2 separate regions of the Callithrix jacchus genome follow, and region 2 is linked to region 1. The links are chromatin contacts, called in public Hi-C maps. All regions are on one chromosome and are shown on one strand. Each heading gives the region's core, a stretch centred on a gene start, on an enhancer-like site or on the middle of the called end of the contact. The rest is flanking DNA. Distances are from core to core; before and after follow the strand shown. Region 1 overlaps FOXK1 (forkhead box K1). Region 2 has its middle 73 kb from the start of FOXK1.

Region 1 (5,333 bases), core at 2,213-4,712:
TCACACAGCATCATTACCATTTTCCTTTTTTTTTTTTTTTTTTTTTTTTTTTTAAGAAGGAGTCTCGCTCTGTTGCCCAGGCTGGAGTTCAGTGTCATGATCTTGGCTCACTGCAAATTCCACCTCCTGGGTTCAAGGGATTCTCCTGCCTCAGCCTCTTGAGTAGTTGGGACTACAGGTGTGGGCCACCATGCCTGGTTGTTTTTTTTTGTATTTTTAGTTGAGATAGGGTCTCACGCTCTTGGGCTTAAGCCATCCTCCCACCCTGGCCTCCCAAAATGCTGGAATTATAGGCGTGAGCTACTGTGCCTGGCTGTCATTACCATTCTTTACAGAAAAAGTGAATGAGAAAGATTGATCCTGGTCTAGGAGCATGTCTGGGACAAAAACAAAACAAAAAAACCCAAAACAAACAAAACACTGGGTCTTGGCTGGGTGAGATGGCTCAGGCCTGTAATCCCAGCACTTTGGGAGGCTGAGGCGGGTGGATCGCCGGAGGTTAGGAGTTCAAGACCAGCCTGGCCAACATGGCGAAACCCCATCTCTTCTAAAGTGCAAAAATTAGTTGGGCATGGTGGTGGGCACCTGTGATCCCAGCTACTCAGGAGGCTGAGACAGGAGAATGGCTTGAACCTGGGAGGCGAAGGTTGCAGTGAGCAGAGATCGCACCACTGCACTCCAGCCGGGCAACAGAATGAGATCCTGTCAAAAAACAAGACAAAACAAAAGAAAAACCAAAAAAAACACAAAACACTAGCAGATGGGGTATACTGACATCGGAGAAAATACAGGCAAATGCAACATGCGTCAGCCATGGCTGGTGTGAACAAAGCTCTTATAATCCAATCCACAATTCAGACGTGTGGGCGGTTTTATTGACAGTATATGGTGCATTTCCAACTTAGCATGGGACTGTAAGGCACAGCAAGCACAAAATCTAACAAGGTATGTCCCCATCTTCTCAGTCTGGGAAAATATCCCTCTTTTATTTTATTACTTAATTTTTTCTTTTCTTTTTAGACACAGGGTCTTGCTCTTTCTCCCAGGCTGGAGTGCAGTGGAGCGACCACAGCTCACTGCAGCCTCAACCTCCCGGGCTCAAGTGATCCTCCCATCTCAGCCTCCGAGTAGCTGGGACCACAGGCGTGCACCAGCACACCCAGCTAATCTTGAGTAGAAAAGAGGTTCTCGCTATGTTGCCAGGCTGGTCTCGATCCTCCTCCTGTGTGGGCCTCCCAAAGTGCTGGGGTTCCAGGCATGAGCCCCCTTACTGCCCTCTTTTCTGTCTATTTTCAGGGAAGCGACATGTCTGTTAGTTTCATGTTCTAGGGGCCTTTGGAGGCGCTCCGGGCCCAGGGCCTGCCTCACCTGCCAGCCTTTGTCGGCCGTTCGGTAGTAGGGGTAATGCTTGGTGATGTGGGCGTAGATGCCGCTCAGGGTCAGCTGCCGGTCCTGGGCGGAGGAGATGGCCTGCACGATCAGCTGCGCGTAGGAGAACGGTGGCTTGGACTCGTCCTGCGGAGAGATGTGGCTCACAGGTGAGCCCCAGCAAGGTCCCAGGTTCACCCACCCACCTGCCACTGCTGACAGAGAGGAACCTTCCCCCGAGGACGCACTCATCTCGACAATCCCAATGCCCTCCAATGATCCCGTTAAGGGGCCTGAATTAAACTAGGAACAGCCGTTTTTGCCTCGTGGGAAGGAAAACTTCTGTTTTTGTCATAATTTAATTCTGAAATTTCTCACCTCTTCCACAAATTGATTTTAAAACAGCTGTTGGACAGAAATGAACTAAGCCAGAGTTATAAGGAAGGCGCCATCCTTCTCAAGGGCTGTTTGAAGGCTCTGACGTCAGGCTGCCAGTGGCAGATGAACAAGGAGCGGAGCGGAGGGGCCCTGGTGTCAGTGCCACCCATCACCAGCAAATGGCCAAGAAGGACAGTTTGGGCACGAAAAGGAGAAAGGGCCAATGGCTCTACTGCCAACTTTGGCTGCATTCCTCGGGGGTCAAGACTGCCTCGAGCACACCGCCGCACACCCTGGGGCTGTCTGTGCTGCTCGTGCTGGGTCACTACAGCCCGATCCTGGTCACCACGTGCATCATGTGGCAGGGGTGGCTCAGACCTTGGGGCTGTCTCCTCCAGACGTGTCTGCCTGCTGCTCCGATGCGGCCTTCGCTGCAAACTCTGCTGCCAGCTGCAGGTCTGAGGTCACGTTCTGCACAAAGCGGTAACTGGAGGAGCCGGCGCCCCGTGGACTAGCTGGGCAGGAGTTGGGGACACTGAGAAGAGAGAAGGACACTGTAAGCTCATGGCTCTGAAAAGGGGGTCCCTGAGGGGCACAGGGCTTTCAGGACCTACCAGGAAGGTGGGGCTAATGGGGAGAAACCTGCACTTTCCAATCATAAGTGCCATCACACTGCCCTGCCCTCAAAAAAGTCCAAGGTCACACAGCATCAGGGACAAGATGCTGGAAACAGCAGATGTGTTTCCTCCCAGCGGTGACTTCTGCTCAGGGGCTGAGAGTGCCGTGGGCCCACCTCCTGGCATTGTGCAGGGCCCAGGACAGCACCTAGTCAGGAAGCTCTGTGGAGGCCCCTCCTCAGCTGCCCCCACGCAGCTACAGGATGTGCACCTGGGGCAGGTAGCCTCCGCAGGCTGCTGGCCTGTGTGCAGGTGTCCACAAGGTGGCGCCATGGGAAAAGGCTTGGGCCTGGGACAACCCAGTGCGGTCAGAGGCAGATGCTGGAAAGGGGCCCTGGAGGTGCCATCGCCCTGAAGGATGAGGGCTCCGTGGCAGGTGGCTCTCCTGGAGGCACTGCCCTTGGGAAGAGCTGGCCCCTGTGGTTTCCTCCTGAGCCACTGAGATGCCCCAGCCCTGGTCCCCTCTTCTTCCCAGGCTGGAGCGATAACTGACTGTTGGGAGTAACCGACACCCCTGGCTGCAGCTGAGGCCAGGGCCGTGGAGGGGGGCTGTGTCCGGTGGCTGACAAGTGCGCCCTGGCCTGCTTCCCTAACTCACTCAGGCACAATTCCGTGAGCAAACCACGGCGGATGTTTTGCTTCTGAAAATGATTTCTATTATAGGTATTCAGAGAAAGTCAATGAGGACATGAAGAATGGGTGCAGAACCCCCCCAGAGAAAGAGGTCCCACTGTCCTGAGCAAGTGGGCACCCACCTGGCCCCGTCCCAGGAAAGGCCCCATCCCGGATGAGCCCTGCCCACCTGTGATGCTGACATCCCCGCCTCAACCGACTTAGAGACCCCATGGTAAGCAGGACGCTCCCTGCTGCCCTGCCCTGCAGGCCACCCAGAACCCTCCAGAAGGTCCACTCTCCTCTTCCCACCTTATTGCTGCTTCCTCTGCCTGGAACGTCCTTCCCCAACCGTCCAGGCACAAGACTCTCTCAGATCTCCAAACTTAGGCTCCGAGGCCACCTCCTCCATGCTGCTCTCCTGCCCCCACTCCTAAGGCAGCCCCCAGGCCCAGAATGGTGATGCGAGCTTGCAATTTGTCTCTCCTACTAGGTAGGAGCCCCGCCTGCACTGAAGGGGGCTTCAGAAACATTTCTTGGATGGAGCAGGAGGATGAATGAAAAAAGCCCTGTGGCTGAGAAAAACCTGGCAACTGCCATGAATGATCAGTTCAGGTCTGGGGCTTTTTCAGGGATGACTCAGCATCCGCCACACAGAACGTTAAGGACTCTGATCTGGAATTCCTGCTCTCTCTTCCCACAGACTCCTCAAATACAGCACACACAGGTTGAACACACCCACCAATGGCTCGATCGAGGTAGGAAACAGTCAAAGGGAAATTTTTTTTCTGAATTTAATTCTGAACCCAAAATACAAAACTCAAGCTTAAAAGTAAGGTTGAGGCTGGGCGCAGTGGCTCACGCCTGTAATCCCAGCACTTTGGGAGGCCGAGGCAGGCGGATCACGAGGTCAAGAGATCGAGACCATCCTGGCCAACATGGTGAAACCCCGTCTCTACTAAAAATACAAAAATTAGCCGGGCTTGGTGGTGCGCGTCTGTAGTCCCAGCTACTCAGAAGGCTGAAGCAGGAGAATCGCTTGAATGCAGGAGGTGGAGGTCGTGGTGAGCTGAGATTATGCCACTGCGCGCCAGCCTGGGCGACAGAGCGAGACTTTGTCTCAAAAAAAAAAAAAAAAAAAAAAAGGTGAGAAGAGGAGAGAAAGGTTTTGACTGATAACAGCACACAGTCCCCAAAATCCACTTTGTCAAAGGCCTCTGGGAACCGAACACCTCCCTGTCAAGGCAGGATGGCCTCGTGGCTGGGAGCTGCAGATGACGTGGCCAGCATTGCACCTGTGCACCCCACCCCAGACCCAAAGCCCCTGGACGTCCCCTGGGACTCAGTGGGAAGACTTGAGATTCAGGCCTTGCTGGGGACCACTGAGCTAAGCTTTCACTCAGATACACCCTGATCTCCGGCCACAGGCTGGGGAACGGCCGCTCACCTCGGAAAATCTTGTTTGAGGCCCATGAGGTGGCAGGTGGGCTCCTCCATCCTTCCTAAAGACCAGCAAGGGGAACCCCTGCCTGCTCCATGACAAACAGTGATGGCCCAGCACGTGCAGCAGGGACCCGCTCCTGTTCCCAGAAATGATTTTGCAAAAGATCATAGAAAATTCATGTCTGCTGGGCTCGAAGGCTCCTACCTGTAAGCCCAGCAATTTGGGAGGCTGAGGTGGGAGGATCACTTGAGCCCAGATGTTTAAAACTAGCCTGGGCAACACAGTGACGACTCCATCTCTACAAACAATTTAAAAAATTAGCCAAGTGTGGTGGCATGTACCTGTAGTCCCAAGCTACTCGGGAGGCTGAGGCAGGAGGATGCCTTGAGCCCAGGAGTTTGAGGCTGCAGTGAGCTATAATCGTGCCTCTGCACTCCAGCCTGGGTGACATGGCAAGATCCTGTCTCTAAAAATAAGTAATGTTTTAAAATTTAAAAAACTAGCCGGGCATGGTAGTGCACACCTGTAGTTCTGGTTATTCAGGAGGCGGCGGCAGGAGGATGGCTTGAGCCTAGGAGGTCGAGGCTGCAGTGAGCTACGATCACTGCACTCTAGCCTGGGCAACAGGCTGAGACCTTGTCTCAAAAACACCAAAATTATTTCTAAACCTCAGGCAGTAAAACCCACCAGAAAGGTTGTCATTCCCAAAAGAAGGATATCAAGTGAAAATAATAAAAGTTGGCAAAGCCTGGCTCAAAAACAGGGAGAGTGGTCTTTCCACCACTCTCCACCAAGAGAGGTGGTCTCTCCACCCCTTGCCCCAGTACTGAACCTGGCCTGGGCTGCCAGATCCT
Region 2 (4,773 bases), core at 91-2,590, 140 kb after region 1:
GCAGACTTGATTCCAGGAGGGGAAAAGTTATCTTCCACCTCAAATTGGGGGAAGACCACTGCAACTCAGATTAACTTAGTTAAAATCAAGGTTCAGGCCGGGCGCAGTGGCTCATGCCTGTAATTCCTGCAGTTGGGGAGGCCAATGCCAGTAGATCACCTGAGGTCAGAAGTTTGAGATATCCTGGCCAACACAGTGAAACCTCATCTCTATTAAAATACAAAAATTAGCCTAGTATGGCAGAGTGTGCCTGTAATTCCAGCTATTTGGGAGGCGGAGACAGGAGAATACTTGAATCGCTTGAACGCAGGAGGTGGAGATTGCAGTAAGATGAGATCCCGCTGCTGCACTCCAGCCTGGGCAGCAGAGCGAGACTCTGTCTCAAAAACAACAATAAAATAAAATAAAATGAAATAAAATCAAGGTTTGGTAACACATGGGTTAAGAAGGTTTTTCTGGTTGGGTGTAGTGGTTCATGTCTATAATTCCGGAACTTCAAGAGGCCGAGACAGGCGAATAACTTGAGTCCAGGAGTTCAAGACCAGCCTGGGGAAGATGGTGAAACCTGGTCTCTACAAAGAAAAAAAAAAAAAAAAAAAAAAAAATCAGCCAGGCGCGGTGGTACATGCCTGTGGCCCCATGCTACTGGGGCTGGGGGGCTGTGATGGGAGGATCGCTTGAGCTTGGGAGGTCGAGGCTGCAGTGAGCTATGATTGTACCACAGCATTCCAGCCTGGGCCACAGAGCAAGACTCTGTCTCAATAAATAAATAAATAAACAAAAATAAAATAAAAATAATTTAAAAAAGGCTGTTCTGGGAACAGGCTTGTCGCCCGGTGGGTGCTGTCCTAATGCTGGCCATCCTGGACAGTGCGTCTCAAGTTCCAAGCCGTGGATGTGGGCATGAGCGCTGGAGCGTAGCTCATGTCTGTGAACTGAACTGAAATACAACCTTGCAACCCGAGTCATAGCAAATCCTGGAAATGATGACAGCTGCTTGCAAACGTGTTGCAAGCCATTGCTTGTGTTTGCAGAAACCTGATACACAGGCCGTGTGTGGGAGGTGGGAGATGGGAGGTGGGAGGCGGGAGGCGGGAGCGGGGAGGCCCGGACCATTTGGGTCTCTTGTTTCTGAATCTGAGAAAGACTAGAATCCATTTTCCCCTCGGTTTCAGGCTGGGTTCCGCAGAAGCACGCCCCGTGGTGAGGAACTGTGTGCAAGTCATGTCGGAAGGCTGTGGTCTGGGGAAGTCTGGAAGGGAGCATAAGGAGGGGGACCTAGGAGCCGAACCAGGGCAAGGTCCTTTAGCAAAATCCCCCTGGGGTGATCTTGGACCAATCTGCAGGAAGGCTCTGCAGTGTATGTTCTGCCCCAGGGTCTGTCCAGACTCGGGCAAAGGGAGCAGGGCTTTCACATTCTGGAGTCCACCCTCCATTGGCTAAGAGCTGGCTCTTGGGGGTGGGGGAGTGGGAGGACAGGAACCCCAGGCACCTCTCAGTTTCTGCATGCATAGGCAGAGCAGCTCCACTGGAGTCAGGAGTGAGAGACAAAGCACCCGGGAGCAAGGGGAGGAGTAAAAGAGTCATGAGATCTGCAGGGAACACAGTCTGCATAGCCATTCTCACCGGCACTTGTGGTCACTGAGTCTGCGGTAACCTCACGGCCTCTCCTGCCTGTTGCTTGGGACTCCTTGATGTCTCCATTTCTTAAATGGGGGGCTGTGGGGTGCTGCTCTTCTTGCTGGAATCATAAATCAACATTGTCAGGTGCCAACATGGTGATAAATTGTTGGATGATATGCTGATAACGCATAGCATTTTCATTTCCTTGGAAAACCAGGGCCAAAGACACTTTCGAATTGCAAATGCCAGCCACGTTACAGGGCGGCCGCAAGGAAGGATTTCTGGTAGGCAGATCTGGGGAAGTCAGCCTCAGAACACAGGCAATCAAAGGGAGTTGGTTTCCTCTGCAGGAATGCAAAGTCGTCAATTCCAAGCAGTCCTGGAAGGAAACTTACACATAGAGGTGGCGATCGATGAATGCAGTGGTTTTCTCTCCCTTCTTTCCCCCTTTCTGCCTGACACACACATATGTGCTTGTCTTTTGAGATGTTTGCTGGAGTCTAGCATGCAGACAGCAAAACGTGCCAAGAAGGAGTGTGAAAGCATGAAACCGAACTCACTCACGTGCCTACCACTCAGATCAAGAAACAGAACCTCGCCAGTCCCTTAGAACAGTGGTCCCTAACCTTTTTGGAACCAGGGACCAGTTTCGGGGAAGATGATTCTCCATGGCCCGATGATTCTCCATCAGGGGTGATGGCTTCAGGATGATTTGAGCATATTACATTTATTGTGCACTTTCATTATTATTACATTGTAATATAGAATGAAATAATTCTACAACTTTCATCTTGTAGCAACAGTGGGAGCCCTGAGCCTGTATTCCTGCAACTAGACAGTCCTATCTGGGGGTGATGGGAGACAGTGACAGATCATCAGACATTAGATTCTCATAAGGACTGAGTAACCTAGATCTCTCGCATGCGCAGTTCACAGCAGGGTTTGTGCGGCTGATCTGATGGGAGTCGGAGCTCAGGCGGTAATGGGAGTGATGCGGAGAGGCTGCAAATACAGATGAAGCTTCACTCTCCTGCCCGATGCTCACTTCCTGCTGAACTTCAAGTGCTGGTACCAGGGGTTGCCTTAGCAGATTCCCTTGTCTCTGTCTCTCTCTCTCTTTTTTTTTTTTGAGATGGAGTCTCACTCTGTTGCCCAGGCTGGAGTGCAGTGGTGTCATCTTGGCTCACTGCAACCTCCGCCTCCCAGGTTAAAGAGATTCTCCTGCCTCAGCCTCCAGAGTAGCTGGGATTATGGGCATGCATCACCATGCCCAGCTAATTTTTTTTTGTATTTTTAGTAGAGATGGGGTTTTGCCTGTTGGCCAGGCTGGCCTCGAACTCCTGACCTCAGATGATCTGCTTGCCTCAGTCTCTCAAAGTGCTGGGATTACAAGAGTGAGCCACCACACCCAGCCCCTTGTATCTCTCTTTTCAGCCACTACCCATTCATCTCTAAGGGAAACCACTATCGCAACATCAAACAACAGAGATTAGCTTTGCCTGCTGTTTATGCTTTATAGAAACAAAATCACATGGGATGTTCTCTTCACTGACTTAAGGTGACTTTTATGAGATTTGTCCTCATATATTACAATGCATAGTAGCAGTTGGCACATTTGCACAGTGGAATCTGTTTCCCATGTGAATATAGCACAAATTACCTTTTCCATTATTGATGGGCAGTGGAGCTCGTTGCAGTGTGGGCCGTTATGGACAGTGTGCCTGTGAACGGTCCGGAACACGTTTGGGATGCACCCAGTATGGACGCTGTTGGATATACACTGAGCAGAATTGCTGGGTCATGGGTATTTGTATGTTCAACTTGCTTAGGGGCTGCCAAACAACTTTCAAATGGAGATGTACCCATTTAACTTCTACCAGCAACGTAGGGATCCCAGTTCTTCTCTAACCTCACCAATGCTTGCTGTTTGGAACTTTCATTTTACAACTTGGTCAGAAATAGTAGGATGATTAATTTCAATATTCTCCACCCTCAGGGCTGCTGCTAGGTTTAAATTTCTTTCTTTGTTTTTTTTTTTTTTGGCTGGGTGCAGTGGCTCGTGCCTGTAATCCCAGCACTTTGGGAGGCTAAGGAGGGCAGATCATGAGGTCAGGAGTATGAGACCAGCCTGGCCAATATGGTGAAGCTCCATCTCTACTAAAAATACAAAAATTAGCCAGGTGTGGTGGTGCATGCCTGTAGTCTCAGCTACTTGGGATCCTGAGGCAGAAGAATTGCTTGAACCCGGGAGGTGGAGGTTGCAGTGAGACGAGATTGTGCCACTGCCTTCCGGCCTGGGCAACAGAGTGAGACTCTGTCTTTAAAAAAAAAAGAACGTTAAATTAAAAAAAGTTTTTTTTTGAGATAGAGTCTTGCTCTGTTGTTCTGGCTGGAGTGCAGTGGCATGGTCATAGCTCTCTGCAGCCTCCACGTCCTGAGCTCAAGTGATTCTCCTGCCTCAGCCTCTTGAGTAGCTGGGATCACGGGTATGCATTACCATGGCTGGCTAATTAAAATAATTTTTTAAGAGACGGTCTCACTATATTGCCCAGGCCAGTCTTGAACTCTTAAGTTCAAGTGATCTTCCTGCCTTGGCCTCCCAAAGTGCTGGGATTACAGGTGTGAGCCACCGCACCTGACCTGCTGCTAGTTCTTATAACACCTTTGTGTGGATTACAGGACAACCTTCTGTATCGGTTGGAAATTACAGACTTTCCAACCAATGAAAATTTCTGTGATTTCGTTGGAGCATGACATGCGACTGCCCTCTGCTGGAGAATTGTAGAAATTCTTCATACAAATCTTAGGTGCCTGTGTTAGAAATGGCATCCTCTTCGGTGTGGTGCCCTTGGGCAGTAGACACCCTAGACAACCATGCAACGTGACCCCGGCCATTCTCCACTCTTGTCAACACATACAGGAAGTAACGGTGAGGACTGCAGCAGAGCAAGCCCAGTTCACAGAAGGGTGGTCCAGGGTTGAATCAGGCCTGCAGTATGTTTTATTTGACCCACAGTGTTAACAAAAAAAATTGGGCCAATATTTTAAAACTGGGGGAGGGTGGTTGCCTAAAAATATAGAAAAATCAGAAAAACCAGAGGCAGAACTAAAGAAATTGGGCTGTCTTCCTTAAATTATATATATATATAT

Evidence for each region. Hi-C and Micro-C count contacts between places; a contact is called where the count stands out from the background.
Region 2: a Hi-C map of skeletal muscle shows a contact between it and region 1, with 7 times the contacts expected there. The contact joins two enhancer-like sites. A contact is called at or near these places in 3 of 3 Hi-C or Micro-C datasets (induced pluripotent stem cells and skeletal muscle).

What each region holds. Positions count from the first base shown.
Region 1 is chr2:17,645,844-17,651,176 of calJac240_pri, forward strand. It overlaps FOXK1 (forkhead box K1), which reads right to left. Exons shown (of 9, transcript XM_017967013.4): 3 at 2,125-2,281; 4 at 1,369-1,515. Among named protein-coding and RNA genes, the nearest start is that of AP5Z1, 24 kb to the left of the region's middle. Within about 2 kb of position 3,463, at least 3 of the 16 cell types and tissues checked have an H3K27ac peak or open chromatin away from gene starts, as enhancers often do. A contact at or near this core is called in skeletal muscle, where this site is marked.
Region 2 is chr2:17,792,006-17,796,778 of calJac240_pri, forward strand. No RefSeq gene overlaps it. Among named protein-coding and RNA genes, the nearest start is that of FOXK1, 73 kb to the left of the region's middle. Within about 2 kb of position 1,341, at least 2 of the 16 cell types and tissues checked have an H3K27ac peak or open chromatin away from gene starts, as enhancers often do. A contact at or near this core is called in skeletal muscle, where this site is marked.